2 separate regions of the Gasterosteus aculeatus genome follow, and region 1 is linked to region 2. A link is a contact called in public Hi-C data. All regions are on one chromosome and are shown on one strand. Each heading gives the region's core, a stretch centred on a gene start, on an enhancer-like site or on the middle of the called end of the contact. The rest is flanking DNA. Distances are from core to core; before and after follow the strand shown.

Region 1 (3,627 bases), core at 1,059-3,558, 170 kb after region 2:
TGTGTTTCCAGGTCTGTTTTTGCCTTCATCCTCCTCTCCCCCCTCTCCCCCCTCTCCCCCCAGCACTTTCCCAAACAACCAGGTCCTCCCCTTGAAGTGATCCCTTTTAGAGTCCGCCGCCACCGCGTGACACGGCACTCAGAACCCTGCTTGCAAATCGCTGATGTAAAAAAAAAAGGAGGTGACCGACACCCGCCCTTTTATCACCGAAACAAGGCGCAAATTACAGTCCGTAACATCTGGTGAAGCCGGGCACGAGCTGCCTGGCTCGACTCGGGCAAAAAAAGTAAACGGCCCCCTCACTCACAGAAGTTGGAAGAAAAGAAGTGCAAAAAAATTAAAAAACAGTGGGAGAGAAGTGTCGAGCTTTCTTTGCGTCCTGCACCACAGTATTTGCCTTCAACGCGAGCAGGGACCTCACATGTTGCAATGCTGTCAAAGCATTCCGCGCTAAGTGAGCGGTCAATCGGGCCAGCTAACAACAACAACAACAACAAAAAGCCGCACATGTATTGTTTTCTAGACAAAGGCCCAACTGTTTCATTTGACCACGTGGGGGACAATATAAAATTGTTTTTGTCGATAATGAAATCATTACGGGGTGTTTTAAAGCCAGCAGCGGTCGGTTTAATTTGAGGGCTGTTCTGCACCGCTGGGCATTTCACGGGGTAATTAACACATAACCACATGTGCCTAAAGCAGATTATCAACCACTTGTCAACACTGGTGCCAATATTGAGAATCAATGCCCCATGTCAACTTCCAGGGAGGCCTTCAGGGGACACTGGTAAATGAGAGGTAGACATTGATCAGGGTTAAAGTGTGTGTGTGTGTGTGATTTCTTTGTGTGTAGATAATTCAGATGATGATGCTCAATTGTGCTGTATTGTTGTGATGGATGATTCCATATTTTGCCAAAATTCATGTGGGGAAAGGCTACTGTACTCCACGTGTTTAGGAAAACATCCCCCTGTACGCTGTGCTGCAATCCAATGTTTCCCCACCTCTTGTTGTAGTTTTGGACCCTGTGACTTACGCAGTACTCTTTCATGGTCGCCCGCTTTATACTTGGGCCAATGCATGGACACGCTCGATAAAAGAGCCGCACTGTTGTGCACGAAATGAAAGAAAACACGTCAAAAATGTACTCCTGGTGACCTCGTGCAAGACCATGAGTCATTAAAAAACAACAGTGTCTGAATCCTAATCAGCAGCTTGAACAGAGGAGGAGGCACCGCGCCGAGCGACAAGTCGCAACCCACGGAGGAACAACAGGAGGGGGCCATAATGACAGGGGCCGCACTCCAAAGGGCCAAAAATGTGTCATTCCAACATTTGCAGCCAGGAGCCTCAACGCCGAGCAGGACCCGACACCGAATCAAGGAAACAGCAATGATCATTTGGTTTAAACAATGGCTGATGATAAAACAATGGGCAGTAAATAGCGTTTTTAATACAAAATTATTTATTAAAACGTTACAAGCATCAATGATTTTCTTTTTGAAAAGAAGCTGTGTGGCTCCAGTGACGTTGACATCTCCTAAATGATGCGCTCATTTCAGTGAGCACGGACCCGTCCACAGCGGTCACGGGAATCAGCATCACGGCAGCGAATCACCGCAGCACCGCTGCGACGCGCGCAACTCACACGGCAGGTAAAAGTTACACCGCGGCCTCCGGAGCGCGTCTTTAACGCACTGCTGCGCCGCTGCTTCGAGGGGGACGTTCAACCGGGAGAGACGCCGCGGCTCTTTGGATGCACTGCGTCCGCGGAAAAAGGTCCCTTTAAAGCTGCACGCGGGGGGAGCGCGCGCGCGGAGCCGGAGCTCTATTTCGGTCCCCGGCGCTGATCCCCGAGGAGTCGCTGCAAAGCCCGCGGAGACTCCGCGCGAGCAACACCGAAACAAAACGGGAAATCTTTTATTCTTCCAGCAAACAGACAATGCAATAAAGCAGCGAGTGGTCCGTCCGCGGACCCAAGGCCCCCCCTCTCACACACACACACACACACACACACACACACACCGCTATTTGTGAAGTTTGCTTTCCAACAACTCACCCTTTCTCCGGAGAGGAAGGCGGCCAGCCCGAGGGTCAAAATTATCCAAACGCTCCTCATTATTCCTCTTTGCGAATTATAAACGCGCTGTTACGAGCGAAATGCCAAAATGTCCCCCTCCTCTTCCTCTTCCTCTTCGTCTCTCTCTCCCGCTCGCTCTCCTTGAACCCTTTGCTCCAACTCCTGCCGCTTGTGTCTCTCTCAGGAGCGGAATCCCACCGGATACGTGTTGCGTTCTGCTTATCCCCCCACCCCTCCCCACTCCCCCCCCCCCCCCCCCTCTCTCTCTCTCTCTCTCTCTCCCCCGCAACAAAGTAGCGAAACACAAAAAAGGGGGAGTCAATAATTGAACAGCCATCATAACCGACCAATTATGTTGCGCATTGGCGTGCTGTAAATACGTGTATTCACAGGTTGATTATTGAAGTTTTCTGTATACTTAGAGGTTAATTGCCCCCCCCCCCCCTCCTCCCCCTCATCGGAGATTCTTGCACTAAATGACAAGGACGTTCGTCTTTATTATGTTGCTGCTGTTTTGGGCCATACCATAACATCCATTTATATATGCTATGAATAAACAACATGCAGAGATGGAGTTAGTTACATCATTTAATGACTAGGACCCCCCCCCCATCCTCCCCCCTACTGACTTCAGCCATTAGTGGGCGAAGTCTCCCCCTGCTGGTGTGAATGAATTCCTCCCTCTCATAATCTACAAAATATCACGTTTTTTGTTTAAATCGGTTTTATTGAATTGGTTGTACAAAAACGAACATAGAGGGTTAGATTTACCCTGATCGGAACGTTGACCTTCGGCCCACCTCAGTTCGGGGGCTTGTACACAGTCACGGGCTTGAGTGGGAGTACTTGGTGTTTTAAGTGAAAGATTAAACAGTTCTAGAACGCCTTCGTCAAAGCTGTAGCTTCATCACTGTTACCGGACGTAGCAGCTTCACAGAAACCGGTGCGTCGGATGTAAATGTCTTCCTCTCTGAGAGATTCTCTGTTTGCTTTACGAACCTCCGTCTCACACATTCCCCTTTTTGCTTAACACTCTACAACCTGTGCAACTGCTGCCTGATTACAGGGGTAGTGTAGATATATTGTTCCACTCATTTAAAGAAAGTGTGACCCTTTTCCAACGCAACGCGGTAGCCGGTAATTCATCTTCCACTTCCATTCACATCGCTAAAATCCATTCAGAACAGCGCAAACAACGTTTTCCCAGAACCACTAATCCCGCTCAATAACAGACTGCCCTTTGTGCACAGTGAACCCTACAACTCCCCTGATCACAAGTACTGCCAAACTAAATGCTTTAGCCACACACATACGGCACGTAGAAGGTGACCTTCAGGTACATGTGCCAGAGACCCGCACGCACGCCAGTAATACGGAACGCACTGGACATTCGTGCATTGGTGGTGCTACCGCAAAATCGTACTCGTGTCCTTAAGTTTTTGCAGAGATGTGATTAGTCATGCTCAGCTGAACTGCCGAGTGACCCCAATATCAACGTCATTGACCCGGTTCCGCTCATTCACCTTTAACGCTGAGGCGGAGAGACA
Region 2 (3,507 bases), core at 613-3,112:
AGTAACGGTGTCTTCCTGTTAAAGTTGCTAAGCAACCACATGGCTGCAGCTCAATGCATTTCTTGCATGTAGACGTGGGCAACACAACTTCCTGAAGTTCAATCCGAGCATCGGAATGGGGACGGAAAGGGGATTTGAGTGACAACTCAACAGCAACTCAAATAACCACTTGTTACAACCAAGGAACGCAGAATAGCATCTCTGAACACGCAACACCACGCGGAACCTTGAAGACAACGGGCTCTACAGTCCGCACAGGCTCCCCGAAATTGGACAGTAGAAGACTGGACGTTGCCTGGTCTGAAGGAGCCTCGATGTCAGCTGCGACATTCAGATGGTCGGGTCAGAGTTTGGCGTAAACATGAAAACATGGATCCATCCTGCCTTGTATCTACAGGTCATGGCATCGTAGATGTGAAGCCCACAAATCTGCAGCAACAGCATGATGCCATCATGTCAATATGAACCAGAATGTCTGAGGAAGTTTTTCCAACACCTTGTTGAAAGTATGGCACAAAGATTGAAGGCGGTTCTCAAGGCAAAAGGGGTGCAACTTTTTACTAGCAAGGTGTATCTAATAAAGTGGCCGGTGAGTGTATAATGTCGACTGTTAAATTACTAAACCATCATTTTGATTCAGCCTTGATACTTAAAAAAAAGATGAGAAAGCGATGAAGAAACATTAAGCTGGATAACGGATAACATTCAGCCCGGGGAACAAAGTGTGCGTCCGCAGCACCGGCCTTCACGGTTTTCCTCAGCTGTGAGAGACGCATCTCAGGAGACGCCTGTTACAGCGGCTGCTGCTGCTGCTGTTGTTGTTGTTGTTGTGCTCACGCTGTAGGTCATTAAAGATGCATTTCCAGCTTCGAAACAGGTAACAATGAATAAGCAGCACAACCCATCTTTTGATCTTAAAAAACGGCCCAAATAGGGAGGTTGTTTGCGTTGGTGACACCATGAGAGGCTTTCACTTGTTCCTCAGGTAAAAAATTAATGTGCTGATTCAGCGCTTACTGACATTACAAAAGATCACACAAAACTCTGAGACGTCTCACAATCAGGTTTCAGCATCCTCCTCCTCTCTTCTGCTCCAACATGGATTCTGGATCCACAAGACGCCCCCGACAAGGTGATCGGACTGACCGAGCATCCCGCCTCGCCGCCGGTGTTCTCTCTCTCCCCCCTCTGCCCCCTCCGGAGCGAGCAGCCCGAGCAGCCCCCAACCGTCTCCTGACAACCACAGGGCGGAGCGGGTCACATCCCCGCTCCACGTCACGCCACCTGCTGCCAGATGAGCGACCCCCCTTGCCCCCCTCCCCCGAGGCGCGCAGCGAACCCTGACAGATGCTGAGTGCGTGAGACCGCAAATTAACCCCAGCGGTGCATCGTTGCAACAGGGCGCCGTGACCACAGCGCCAGGTGACCGGGACGGTGCACGTCACTAACCGCGGCCGAGGCTGCGACGCCGCCGGGTTGGTCGCAGGTGGACCCTCGGTCGCGTCTGGGTCGAACCGCGCGCACCTGCCATCATCCGCGCGGCTACAATTGGCGTCCCGCGGCTTTAACTGACCTCAACGCGGAGACGGAAGTGGCGTCTGTGTCGCTGTGTCGTTGCGTGAAGGCGTCTTACCTTCGACGGCCATGGCGCTACTCCTCAGACCCGAGCGTTCCCCGCGGAGATGTAAAAGTCGACGCTCCCTCGCGTCGTACCTTGTTCGGCGTGTTATCACTTGGCTGCGGGCGTCGCGAGCCGGAGCGCACAGCTGCTGCCGCGCCTCTAAGCATCATGGGAAGTGTAGTTCTCGGCGCTTCATGGGGAAACGAGTCCCATTGTCTCTCCCCCCCGAACACTCGGGGACTAAACTGACGTCACCTGGTAAATGTTTGAGTGTAGAGTCTTCAAATGGTTTATAAATGAATGGCAGAGCACTTTGCGGCCATATGTCAAGTCACCATGACAACGGCAAAAATATATACAATTGAGGGTATTTAATTCATACGTTTTACTTTGATTCTGAACACTTCCAGGTTCTTTCCTCATAATTCAAAACTAACTCATTTTCTTCATAATTGCATTCATGCACTTCTCTGGAAACAGAAAATTGTTTTATAAATATATAAGTCTATAAGTCTTCAGACTGGCTTACACTAAAGCCAGTGTACCCGGATCACAACGCATGAGCACAAGGAGGAAGCATGTGTGGAATCTGGAGGAAAGTCAAAGTTAAAATACCTGACGGTTTTTCCGGCACATTTCTCCTGTGTTGTGTGAACAGGCATGTCAATCGGTATGCAAACCCACAGCAGGAACTCGTTCTTTTGTTTTAAATTCTGCTCAGCCTGTCTGTGATAAGGATCACATACAGTAAGAATGTGTGGGTGTGGAAGTGTAGAATTGAAAAAAATATCATACTTTTCGGCACGGTGGCGTGGTGGTTAGCACTGTTGCCTCACAGCAAGAAGGTCCTGGGTTCGATTCCGCCCAGTGGCCTTTCTGTGTGGAGTCTGCATGTTCTACCCGTGTCTGCGTGGGTTCTCTCCGGGTTCTCCGGCTTCCTCCCACAGTCCAAAGACATGCTCTGGGGATCAGGTTGATTGGGGACTTTAAATTGCCCGTAGTTGTGTGAATGTGAGTGTGAATGGTTGTGTGTCTCTGTGTAGCCCTGCGATTGGCTGGCGACCAATCCAGGATGTACCCTGTCTATCGCCCGAAGTTGGCTGGGATGGACTCCAGCCCCCCCGCGACCCTGTGTGCAGGATAAGCGGTTTGACAATGGATGGATGGATCATACTTTTCAGTTAAACAACCAAAACCACTTCTGTGGCAGTGTAGATTTAAAAGTGTTTTTGTAATTGTTGCAGATGTCGTCTTTTCTTCTGCCAGTGAGTCCTGATCTGATGTTATTCCTAAACTGATATCAAAATGCTGTTTTTCAGCATTTCAATTAGCTCAGTTTATCATAACGGCTGGAAAGAGGGAAACAGCTGGTCAACGAATAATTATGATAGTTATTTCATGTGTCTCCACATTAACTTTAATTGTCTTCAGCCTTCCTGCTCCTCCCTGCCTCAGGTCTTTATGCTTCGCCGAGCCAAGCTAACCAAGTCCAGGCTCCAATCAAAGGACAGTGGAGTTCATCTTCTCGGTCAGCCGGTGGCAAAACAAGTCATTGCAGTGGCTCATCAATCCTTGTGATTGACTGTAGATCTATGAGAAGCATATTGCACTTTAACGACACAGATCTTCATTTTGCCTTATATGTTGTACACAATATGTCCACTGACTTTCTTTCCCATACTAAAGATACAAAGATAACTGAAAAGATTAGATAACTGAAAGTTTTTCTCTCCCACCAGTCACAGCCACCGATTACATTGATCCTCACCGGTCTAAAAGGCGACAACATTTGTGCTGTGGTCTGCTCTCTTCCTCTTCTCTTCGCCCGCCGCAATCTAATGATGCTGAGCCGCAGGTATTCAGGTAATAAAACCCAATCCGTGTGT

The links. A called contact is a pair of places that touch in the nucleus more often than the background predicts.
Region 1: a contact with region 2 is called in a Hi-C map of tail fin, with 1.9 times the contacts expected there. The contact joins the promoter of sdc2 here to the promoter of samd12 in region 2. A contact is called at or near these places in 3 of 6 Hi-C or Micro-C datasets (skeletal muscle and tail fin).

Annotation. Positions count from the first base shown.
Region 1 is chr10:6,079,247-6,082,873 of fGasAcu3.hap1.1, forward strand. sdc2 (syndecan 2) reads right to left here and starts at 2,309. Exons shown (of 4, transcript XM_078081352.1): 1 at 2,060-2,309. The coding sequence starts at 2,119.
Region 2 is chr10:5,907,641-5,911,147 of fGasAcu3.hap1.1, forward strand. It overlaps samd12 (sterile alpha motif domain containing 12), which reads right to left and starts at 1,863. Exons shown (of 5, transcript XM_078081215.1): 1 at 1,634-1,863. The coding sequence starts at 1,646.